2 separate regions of the Sus scrofa genome follow, and region 2 is linked to region 1. A link is a contact called in public Hi-C data. All regions are on one chromosome and are shown on one strand. The core of a region is the stretch at or near the end of the contact, and the rest is flanking DNA. Distances in the headings are between cores, read along the strand shown.

Region 1 (5,096 bases), core at 1,102-3,601:
TGCAACTGGTCTCATTGTCTACAGCCCTGACTTTCTCTAACCTGGTGTTTTACAAACTACAAATGACCAACATTTGTTAATAAAATAATACAGACACATGAGAATGCATCATACATAGTAAAGATAAGCATTATTTTATGAAACACTTGTTTGCTGTAAATATTTGCCTATATATATGTATATATGTACACATGTACGTGTGTGTGTATATATACATGTATTTCTTACTCTGTGTACCAGGTGAAATATACTATGGTTTGCAGTCAGAAAAATCCAAAGACCACTGAGCGAGGCCAGGGATCGAACCCATGCCTTCATGGATGCTAGGTGGGTTCATTAACCACTGAGCCACTATGGGAATTCCCCCAGCCTCTTACACTACTGACCAGTGCATTCTCCTTGAAATATTCTCATCCCTGCATGACACAATCAAAGCCAGGTTTCCCTCCTACTTCTTTGGCTGCTTCTTTTTTTTTTCCTGGCAGCACCCACATTATGAGGAAGTTCCTGGGCCTAGGATCAAACTGGCACCACAGTTGCAGCCGGCACCACAGTTACAGCCTATGCCACAACTGCAGCAATGCCAAATCTTTAACCTGCTGCACCACAAGGGACCCTCTCAGTCCACTCTTAAATGACAGTGTTTCTAGAGTTTCTTTTCTAGGTCGCCTTTATTTTCACTACATGCTTTATATGATCTAACCTACTTCCATGGCATCAACTATCATGTTTATGCCAAGAACTCCAAAACCTATATTTCCATCACAGAAATATTTCCTGGGGTACAAACCCACGTATCCCATTCTCTCCAGAATCCATCCACTCTTCATCTTTCCTACAGTCTGAAACCAAGTATAAACCATCATGATCTCCTATCTAGAGTAACTCCTTAACTAGTCTTGTGCCCGCACTTCTGCTCCCTTTCAATCTATTCTTCATTTTCCACATACCAGGGAAGGACCTTTAAAATATATACATTTTAATAAACTATATGTATTTTTGATACATATATATCTCCAATCAAGTCCAATCAGGATAAAGCTCAAACCTCTTAGCATTGCCCAATATGATCTGATCTTTGTCTACTTCTTTGCAATCCCATCTCTCACTGCTCTCTGGACAACCTACATCAGCTGCACTGTGGGATCACTTCCTTAACTTCCTCTTCATCTAAATAACTCATCACTCTTCAGTCCTCAGAATAAGATCCTCACCTTCTGGCTAGGAGATTATCTTTGACCTTCAAACTAGATCAGGCACATCTGACGTCTTATCCTAACTATCTGTCTCATATACTGGAACATCCATTACCCTTTATTATATTTACCTCTGCCATTGTCTACCTCTTCTGATAGATTTTAGGGTCTGAAAACAGACCAAGTTACCTTTGTTCACCACTGTATGTCAAAGACGGGTGTAAAGCCAGTAAGACTAAGGGCTCTCCACCCAGAGACTGAGAATTAAAACTGAGGACAGCTGTGACTTTCTTTGTAACTTTCTTTATATCTAGAGACTGAAGCTTCAGGTAAAAGATTAAACCTCCTTAACGACCAAGGCAATTCCAATTAAACCCAAGGAAAGCAAACAGGTGGAGTCTCTCGCCGCTTCCCATGCTGAGTGACTGCTTGTCAGGGGTTCTCACACCACCAATCGCCACGGGGAAAATGGGGCCCCATTCCCCGACTAGTGGCCTTGATGGCTCAGCAAGGGGACCTCAGCGTTCAGAGTGATGCATACAAGACCAGAAAATGGGGGGCTGTAGTCCCTGGGTCCTCGGAGACCAAGAAGAGCTTTGGGCCAAGGCGAAGGACAAAGAGCTTTATTTCCCCACGTACCAAGCGAGGTGGCGCTGCCTCTGTGCGGTCCCGCCCGCCCCGAGACGCAGCCTGACGAGGACGGCGGGACCCTGAACTGCACGGGAGCGTCCTTGGAATCGAGGACGCGCCTCTGCCTGCTGGGGAAGCTCCGGGCGTCCGAGGCGGCCGGCGGAGAAGTTGCAGCGGCGCCCCAGCGGGGTCGCTTGGTGCAGGGCTCACAGCCGGGGCCCGCACTCATGCTGGGACCCGCAGCGAACAGTCCCCGGGCCAGCCAGGGCGGAGAGCCTCATTCACTAACCCGGAGAGGGACGGACTGCGCCTCCTTCTCGGCGCCTCCCGGCACCATGCCCTCTCTGCTGCTGCCTGCGTCTGCAGCTGCTGTTCCGTAGGCCTCCCGAGCCAGGCCCTATCCAGTCGCCTGCCTTCCCTCTTCCACAGGCACCCCACCTGCCTCAGGATGCGCCGCTTTGATTTTCTTGCTCCGTTCACTTTCCCACCACCGGAAAGCTGCCGTCAGGCGCTTCCGGTTTCCGGGACGTACGCTGTCGCAAAGCGGAAATGTGAGGTTTAGGTGCTGCCGGCGCCCGGAAGGTCAGCGTGTGAAGGAGGTGGTGGTAACGCGGGTTTCACCCGCTGTTACAGAGGAGCAACGGCCGAGCGGACGATCCCGGCCTGAGCAGCGGGGAGAAGCAGACCGGTAGTTTGCTGCAGTACCATGGAGGGCGGTGGAGGAAGCGGCAACAAAACCACAGGGGGATTGGCCGGCTTTTTCGGAGCCGGCGGAGCTGGCTACTCGCACGCGGATCTGGCGGGAGTCCCGCGTAAGTATCGGGCCTAGCTTACGAACATTTCTGACTGGTTCTTGCCACCACGCCAAACCTGCGGCGTGCCCTGTCCTTTTTTTGCTAGCGGTCACAAGCTTCAGTAGCAATCGTGGGGTTGGTGTATCTCCGGGGCCGCTCTTTCGACATCGAACGAATTTTTGGAGCCATAGATCCGGAGAAGGTTTCTGTGGTTGTCCTGGATCATGTCAACCAGGAGATGCTGCATGTTTTCTTCCTTTTATATTCAAGCTTTCTGCCTTCTCTTTCCTCTCGCACATTCCTGTATATTGGGCCTTGTGCTTGGCTCTAGGTGAAAAAGAAAACCCCCTTCTGCAAGTAAATGCATTCCAAATACCGAGTTCATAGATAACTTTTTAGCTCAAAGTCGCATATTCTAAAACCACAAGTAGCCGTCAGGGCCACTCATGCATACAGGGGAGAAAGAAACATGATTCGAGACAACTAGGGGAACACGGAAGAGAGCTGAATTTTAAAGGTAATTTATAGACAAGAAAGAAGCCAATATGAATTTTAGGAAGGGAAATACGTACAATCGAGGGTGCTGGAAGCACGAATGCCCTGCCTGTGCGCTCCTCAGTACAAAGAATGTGTATTCTAGATCTTTGAAATTATCTAACTGGGTATTCAACTGGATGACTAGAACTTGGACCTAAAAATAGGAAGTTGGTGGAGGATAAGCGTTTTATAAAACTATTTTCTCTTTTAAGAATTTTCGTACTACTTCTTTAGGTCTTTTATGCTCAGAAACCAAAAAAGCTTTTTTTTTTTTAAACACGCTTAGAAGTTCCTAGTGTGACCTGTATCAAAACTGAATTTAGGGCGTAGTTTGTATATGATAACTTATAGAACAGAACTGTAGGGAGTTTGTGTATAATAAGTCACAGGAGCTCCGCATTTGGAGCACAAAGGGCTCTGCTTTAATGTGAAAAACCATTGTTACATTAATTGAAATTTGAAGGTAAATTAAAAGATGGAGTCAATACCATTTATTGAGTACTGTAGATGGATTTTTCTGGGTGCAGAACTAAGACAGTTAAATTTAAAAAGATGATTGCTGTTTTTGTGGACCTTACATCCTATTGAAGTGAGCCAGGTAACAAAAATGTTTCAGTGACACACTTATCACTAAGTGTCTGAAGGCAATAAAGCAGGATCTTGAGATGGTAGGAACTGGAAGCCTTTTAAGAACAGATCAGGGAAAGCAACTCAGGGGTGCTGGCTTTTGAGCTGTGACCTGAATACAGTACAAATGTGGGGAAGGGTAAGTGTTGAAGGAAACAAACCATTAAGCCGTTGTGTCTACACAATGGTGTAGAAGGTGGTGTGATAGAAGATAATGAGATTTAGAAGGGCAAGGAATGGCAGCCAATGTGCTGTTTATTAAGCCTTTTAAGGAGTCTAGTTAGGTAGGAGATGGTTAGGATGTGAGCCTTAGTGCTTAGATCAGGATGGTAGCAATAAAGATGGTAAGGAACACAGTTCGGGATAGGTATTGTTTATACAACTAATAAGACTTGCAGTCGATTCTGGATAATGAGTAGAGTCCTGGGTAATGGGTAGATTTGTGAACAATCAGCTGAGATGCAGGAGGATCCAAAGTTTAAATTTTAAACATGAGAAAGTTGATTTTCCCTGATTTGTCTATCTTCAAAGTTAGTGGAATTCAAGTCTGGGCCTCTCAGAGGTCCCATTTTCTTTTGCCATGACCCCCATCCCTGTGGTGAAGACCTACGAATTCTGTATCCTGTAAATCAGTCCTGTCAGCAACTGTCAACACGAAGATCTGAAGGAACTGCCTTTAAATATTTATACAGAGCGTATGAGGCAAATGATGTTTTTCTTATGAAATTGGTTTCTTGTCAATCTTATTTTACACCCTGTATAGTTGTTGAACATTTTTGCAGTAAAGTAGAAAGAAATAGTTTTATAATTGACCTGGCCTTTGCTTCCCGCTACTTTGATTATTTGATCCATGTTACTGCCAATATGAGAACCTGAGACACAAGTGCAAAATTAAGGGCCCCAAGAGAGGCAGCCCATAAACTACCAGACAGGGAGGATAAGACTAGGAAAGTGGGAGAAAAATTTACATTCATTGGACTTATAACTCAAAACTGCAAAACATGTGAATAATCGAGAGCAGAATTAACACTAAATGAAATAACTTTTAAAATTTTTATTGCCATGTAATGTTTTGTTTTCTCTCTAGTAACTGGTATGAATCCTCTGTCTCCTTATTTAAATGTGGATCCACGATATCTTGTGCAGGTAAGATTTAGACTAGTCCTTTTATGATTTTCCTAGATTGGTCCTTTAACTATGCATTTAAAAAAATAACCCCAAGTACTTAACGTTTACTTCTGTACCTGGTGCCTCTGGAGACACCAAGTCTCTGGTCTCCATTCACCTTTTTTTCCTTATAAACTCAGGGGAT
Region 2 (4,966 bases), core at 670-3,169, 160 kb after region 1:
AATTGCTATTTTGAGGGGCTTGAAAGGGGGAAGGAACTGAACACTCACTGGTCTGATGGTAGACCATTCACTTTTTTTTTGTCTTTTGTACTTTTAGGGCTGCACCCGCAGCATATGGAGGTTCCCAGGCTAGGGGTCTAATTGGAGCTGTTGCTCCCTGCCCACGCCAGAGCCACAGCAACACCAGATCCGAGACACATCTGTGACCTACACCACAGCTCACAGCAATGCCGGATTCTTAACCCACTGAGCGAAGCCAGGGATCAAACCCGAACCCTCATGGTTCTAGTTGAATTCGTTTCCACTGTGCCGTGACAAGAACTCCGACCATTCACTTTTTATGTTATTCAGTTTCTATTAGCAGATAGGAATTTCACAGATAACGCTAAAATCTGGAAGGAGAGTGGAATAGTGGAATAAGTTTGGATTTTTGTAATGAGACCTAGATTTAAATCTGGTTCTCCTACTTAGAGTGTAGGCAAATTGTTTTACCTTTCTTAGTTTTTATTTCCTCCTTTGTCAAGTAGGGGTTTTAGTAAAATCCCTTGCAGGATTATGAAGAGAATATGCAGAGATCCTTGTTAACTATCTGGCATTTGAAAAGTGGCACATGATGATGATGAGAATGAATGATTTGGACCAAGGTAACAGAGCTACCCAAGGTTTTAAGCTCATCTCCTTGACTCCAAAGCTCATCCTCTTAGTTTTCCCTGAGAGGGGAGGCAGGTTTAGAAATTAAGGCTTTAATTCAGTAAGATTCCTTCATCACAGGCACTGTTTTTGAGCTTAGTATACAATGATAATAGTCATATCTCTGTTCTCAGGGGACTCCATCTATTCAGTATTACAGTTTAAGAAGGAACCAGTGATGAGAGAGCCTGAAGTTGAGTGAAAACCCAGGGTCTCATAAGCCCCAGATTATGCTCAATAGTTAGTTGAATTGTGGAGATAAAATTGGTAGGTGGAATCTCTGAGGAGAGTCAGAAAAGGATAGAACGATGGATATAAGGTACTGGGGTTCATTCTAGATTGGTTCCTTGAAGTCACAAAAATGAGTAAAACTGCAGTGACAGGGAGATTCCTGTTCATGGTCAGATGAGTAATCCACCTAGTAAAATTGTAGGACAACAGAGTTGGAAAATCCTTAAGGTTTGGATTTAGAATACCCATGGGAAATGAAGAGAAAGAGAAGCAGCGAGGCTCCTTATCAGGCTGGAAGGTTTGTGTTATGTGTTTGTTACACCCAAGTTGAACAGCTTGGAAACTGGAGCCAAAAAAACCAAACAAACCCAAAAAACAACCCCCCCCCAAAAAAAAAACCCCAAACAGGTGGCTGGGCATACCTGACGCTGGGATTTAACAGCCTGAGGTACCCACTCAATTTCAAATGGATGAGGAATAAATGAGTAAGACCTAGAGCTTGTTTGCTCTCGCTCTTCTTTCAACCAGGCATGGCAACGGCCTCATATTTCAGATGAGGTAGGCGAGGCCACAAACGTTAGGGGACAGTGAAGCGCAGGAAGGGTGCTCTGTTTAAAGCTGGCCGGCCCGGACTGCACCAGAAGTGCACTGGCTCTGAAAAGACCATCGACTGGGACTATCCCCCAGCACGTCAAGCACCTCCAGTCGAGCGCCTTAGGTTGGTCGCAGGGAAGAAAGTACTGTCCACACCTCCTCCGGCCAGAGGCCAACTCCACCGTTCCCAGAAGCCGGGGCTACCGTTCTCCAGCCCGCCCGCTCCGGCCCTAGTTAGGTGGCCACTGCTGGTAATAAAGGATTAACATCCGGGCCTCTCCTAACCGACAACCACCACCGAACCCCGAGGGAGCCCCGGCTCCCGAGCAACCGCCGGCGTCGGGCAGCAGGGCCCCGCCCCCGCCCCTGCTGATTGGAGGGTGACGTAAGCGCCAGCGAGCGATTGGTACGTGGTGTCACAAAGAGGCGGGGGCGCGGCTGCGAAGCGTTGCTGGTGTGTGCCCGCCGCGGCATAGCTCGCGGGGGCCGCACCTCTCTATGGGCTTGCGGGCTGGCGAGTGAGTGGACGAGAGCAGGTGAGGGCAAGCGGGCGGGATGGGGAGGGCCGCGCTGTCGTCGCCAGCCTCCAGGCCGTGCCCCCTCCGCCGCGGCTGCCCGAGAGCTGCGCGGCGGGTCTCCTTCAGCCTCCACTTTCGATCCCTCAACGAGCGCGACGCGGGGTGCCCCGCCCCGCCCGGCAGGTGCTGCTCTCCAAGTCGCTGCTTCTGACGTGAAGCCTGAGCGCTGCCCTCCAGATCAGGCCCTTGCGTCTGGGTAGCTGGAGTTTATCCTGGAGGAGCACGGGCTGCGCAGGTGACTCCGTCCTCTACAAGTGTCTGTACATTGAAGGCTCGAGGAGGCGTTGGCTCCGAAGGATTTCCCAGGCCCAGTAGAAAATTGATTTCACAGTTTAGGGTATAGATGCATGATGTAGTGGATATAGTTCTGAAACTTGTACTTAAAACTTAGGGATATTTCCAGACATTAATAAAAAACAGTTCATTAAAAGATAGTGTTTTTAAGGGCTGCATAACATGCTATAACTCTATGTTGGGGGGAGAGTTTATAAGAACTCCTCGTATATGGCTAATATTCTTTAGGATGGAGGATAAAGCTGATTCCAAGTTATTGAAATTACTGATTCAGCACTATTATTGCGTTACCTGCCTTTAACTTCCCTTTCATCTTTGGTGGTTGTGTTTTAAGAACTTTTTCAGAAGAGATAAGAGAAATGTTTGGGGAATTGATTTAGAAATGTATTTGATGGCATTACTTTTAGTGTTTTTTTTTTTTTAATTATTGGTAAAAATTCTGCAGGCACTTTTTTCTCTGCCTTCTCCCTTTTCTCTTCCTCTTCTAGTTTTTCGCTGTCCTTCTATCATTTCCCATCCTGTTTTTGAGTCTTCATTGCCCCTTGTTTTTCAACATCATAGAGTTCCATAATGTGCTCAGTCAAGACTGATCACACACAGCTTTCAGAAGTTGTCCATGGACCCCATTTTTAATACTGGCTAGGTCTTTGATCTGATGGAACTTCCATTTGCTTCTCTGCCATCATCTAGTCCTCTAGTATGGGTTAATCAAAATTCAAATCTTTATTTTTGTCCTCTGTTACAGTAATTTCTCCTGCTGAGAGGTATAATTATTTCCTAGAGGCATTCATTTCAGTTTTGCTTCTTTTTGGATATTGGAAATTACTCAATTAATTAGGGCCCAAATTTATGGTGAATGTTACATTGCAATTGGTGCTGTGCTATTTTTTCTTTTAGCCCATGATTACTTTATCCATTCTCATTACTGATGAAGGACTTGCAAATCTGTCTTTATGTTACCTTCTGCCACTACTTGTTTATAATGTTCAGGGTATTGCTATGGAAAAGTACTGAGGTAAAAGAAGTGCTACTTATAACTTCTGTCTCTAAATTCCTTGGGCAGAACTGATCACCCAGGCCTTTATTTCTGTAACGTTCACTTCAGCATTCCTGACCCCAGACCTCTTACTACGGGAATTGGAATCCACATAGATCTTTTACTGTGTGGATTGGAATGCTGCTGCCTTTAAGGGATTCCAGACATTGATAATTCTGTAATACATTCTTATTTACTATAGCATGATAAGTATGTTCTTAAAAATCCACATGTTATCCAAAACCATATTATAAAATCAGTCATTTCAGTATGATTGAAAAAGGAGTTAAGGGTTAACTTCATACAGTCATTATTCCTACAGGTATTTCAATGTATTAAAGATATAAGGGTAGTTCCTTTGTGGAGCAGAGGGTTAAGGATCTGGCTCTGTCACTGTAGTGGCTTGGGTTGCTGCTGTGGCATGGGTTTGATCCCTGGCCTGGGACTTTCATATGTGTGGGCACAGCCAAAAAAAAAAGATCTAAGAAACAAACCCTGAGCAATACAGCACTTATTTGTCTTTCACTTAAAAGTACGGTTTTTACCACTATCACTAGAAAAACTGTTAGCACATTACTTTGTTATTATATTTGTTATCATTATAATTAAAAAATTTTTTTGCTTCATAAGGGACCACACCCATGGCATATGGAGGTTCCCAGGCTAGGGGTCAAATCGGAGCTACAGCTGCTGGCCTACGCTGCAGCCACAGCAACGTGGGAACCGAGCCACATCTGTGACCTACACCACAGTTCATGGCAACACCTGATCCTTAACCCACTGAGCAAGGCCAGCGATCGAACCCACAACCTCATGGTTGCTAGCTGGATTCGAACCCACAACCTCATGGTTACTAGTTGGATTCATTTCTGCTGTGCCACAATGGGAACTCCTTGTTATCATTATTTTGATAAAAAGTATGACAACACTCAGAGCAGCTGTGCTGCCAGTAACAGCTTTTCTTCCTGTGATGCCGTCTCTTCAGGACGCATAATGAAATTCAGGGTCCCTACTTAATTAATTATACTTCCAATTAGTGTTATAAAAATTAACCATAGCCAAGATCTCTGTACATGTATGTCATGAGTCGGTAAACTTTGGTGGAGTTTGGAGTGAATGATAAAATGGTTCCATTGGGAAACCAACATTCTTCCAAACCAACTTTAGTAGCATAACTAAACATTTCTTCATTTCTAAAACAAGGGTAATACCCAAACCTGTCTCACAAGTTTCTTCCTAGTATCAGTTGAGAGAGAATATTTATTTACTCTTTCACTGAACAAACCTTTAATGAGTACCTGTATATACTGTGCTAGGTGATGGGATGGTAATCAGATGTTGCCCTTCCTTAAGGAGCTTACAGTTTAGTAAAGAAAGCCATATAAAAAATGAAATTGATTGTAATGGCTAAATGCATAATGGGTGCCAGGGTGCAAATGAGCATAGCCATAAAAGGCTTTGTGGAATAGTTGCTATTTGAGCTGAGTCTTGAAAGATGATTAGGTGCTCACCTGATAGCTAAGTGTGGGAATGGTGGTCCTAC

Evidence for each region. A called contact is a pair of places that touch in the nucleus more often than the background predicts.
Region 2: a contact with region 1 is called in a Hi-C map of liver, with 1.7 times the contacts expected there. The contact joins the promoter of ZFAND4 here to the promoter of PARG in region 1. A contact is called at or near these places in 2 of 47 Hi-C or Micro-C datasets (heart right ventricle and liver).

What each region holds. Positions count from the first base shown.
Region 1 is chr14:90,478,664-90,483,759 of Sscrofa11.1, forward strand. It overlaps PARG (poly(ADP-ribose) glycohydrolase), which reads right to left and starts at 2,352. Exons shown (of 18, transcript XM_005671222.3): 1 at 2,265-2,352. LOC100157391 (mitochondrial import inner membrane translocase subunit Tim23) reads left to right here and starts at 2,292. Exons shown (of 7, transcript XM_001926555.6): 1 at 2,292-2,638; 2 at 4,872-4,930. The coding sequence starts at 2,533.
Region 2 is chr14:90,641,617-90,646,582 of Sscrofa11.1, forward strand. It overlaps ZFAND4 (zinc finger AN1-type containing 4), which reads left to right and starts at 1,920. Exons shown (of 10, transcript NM_001302672.1): 1 at 1,920-2,051.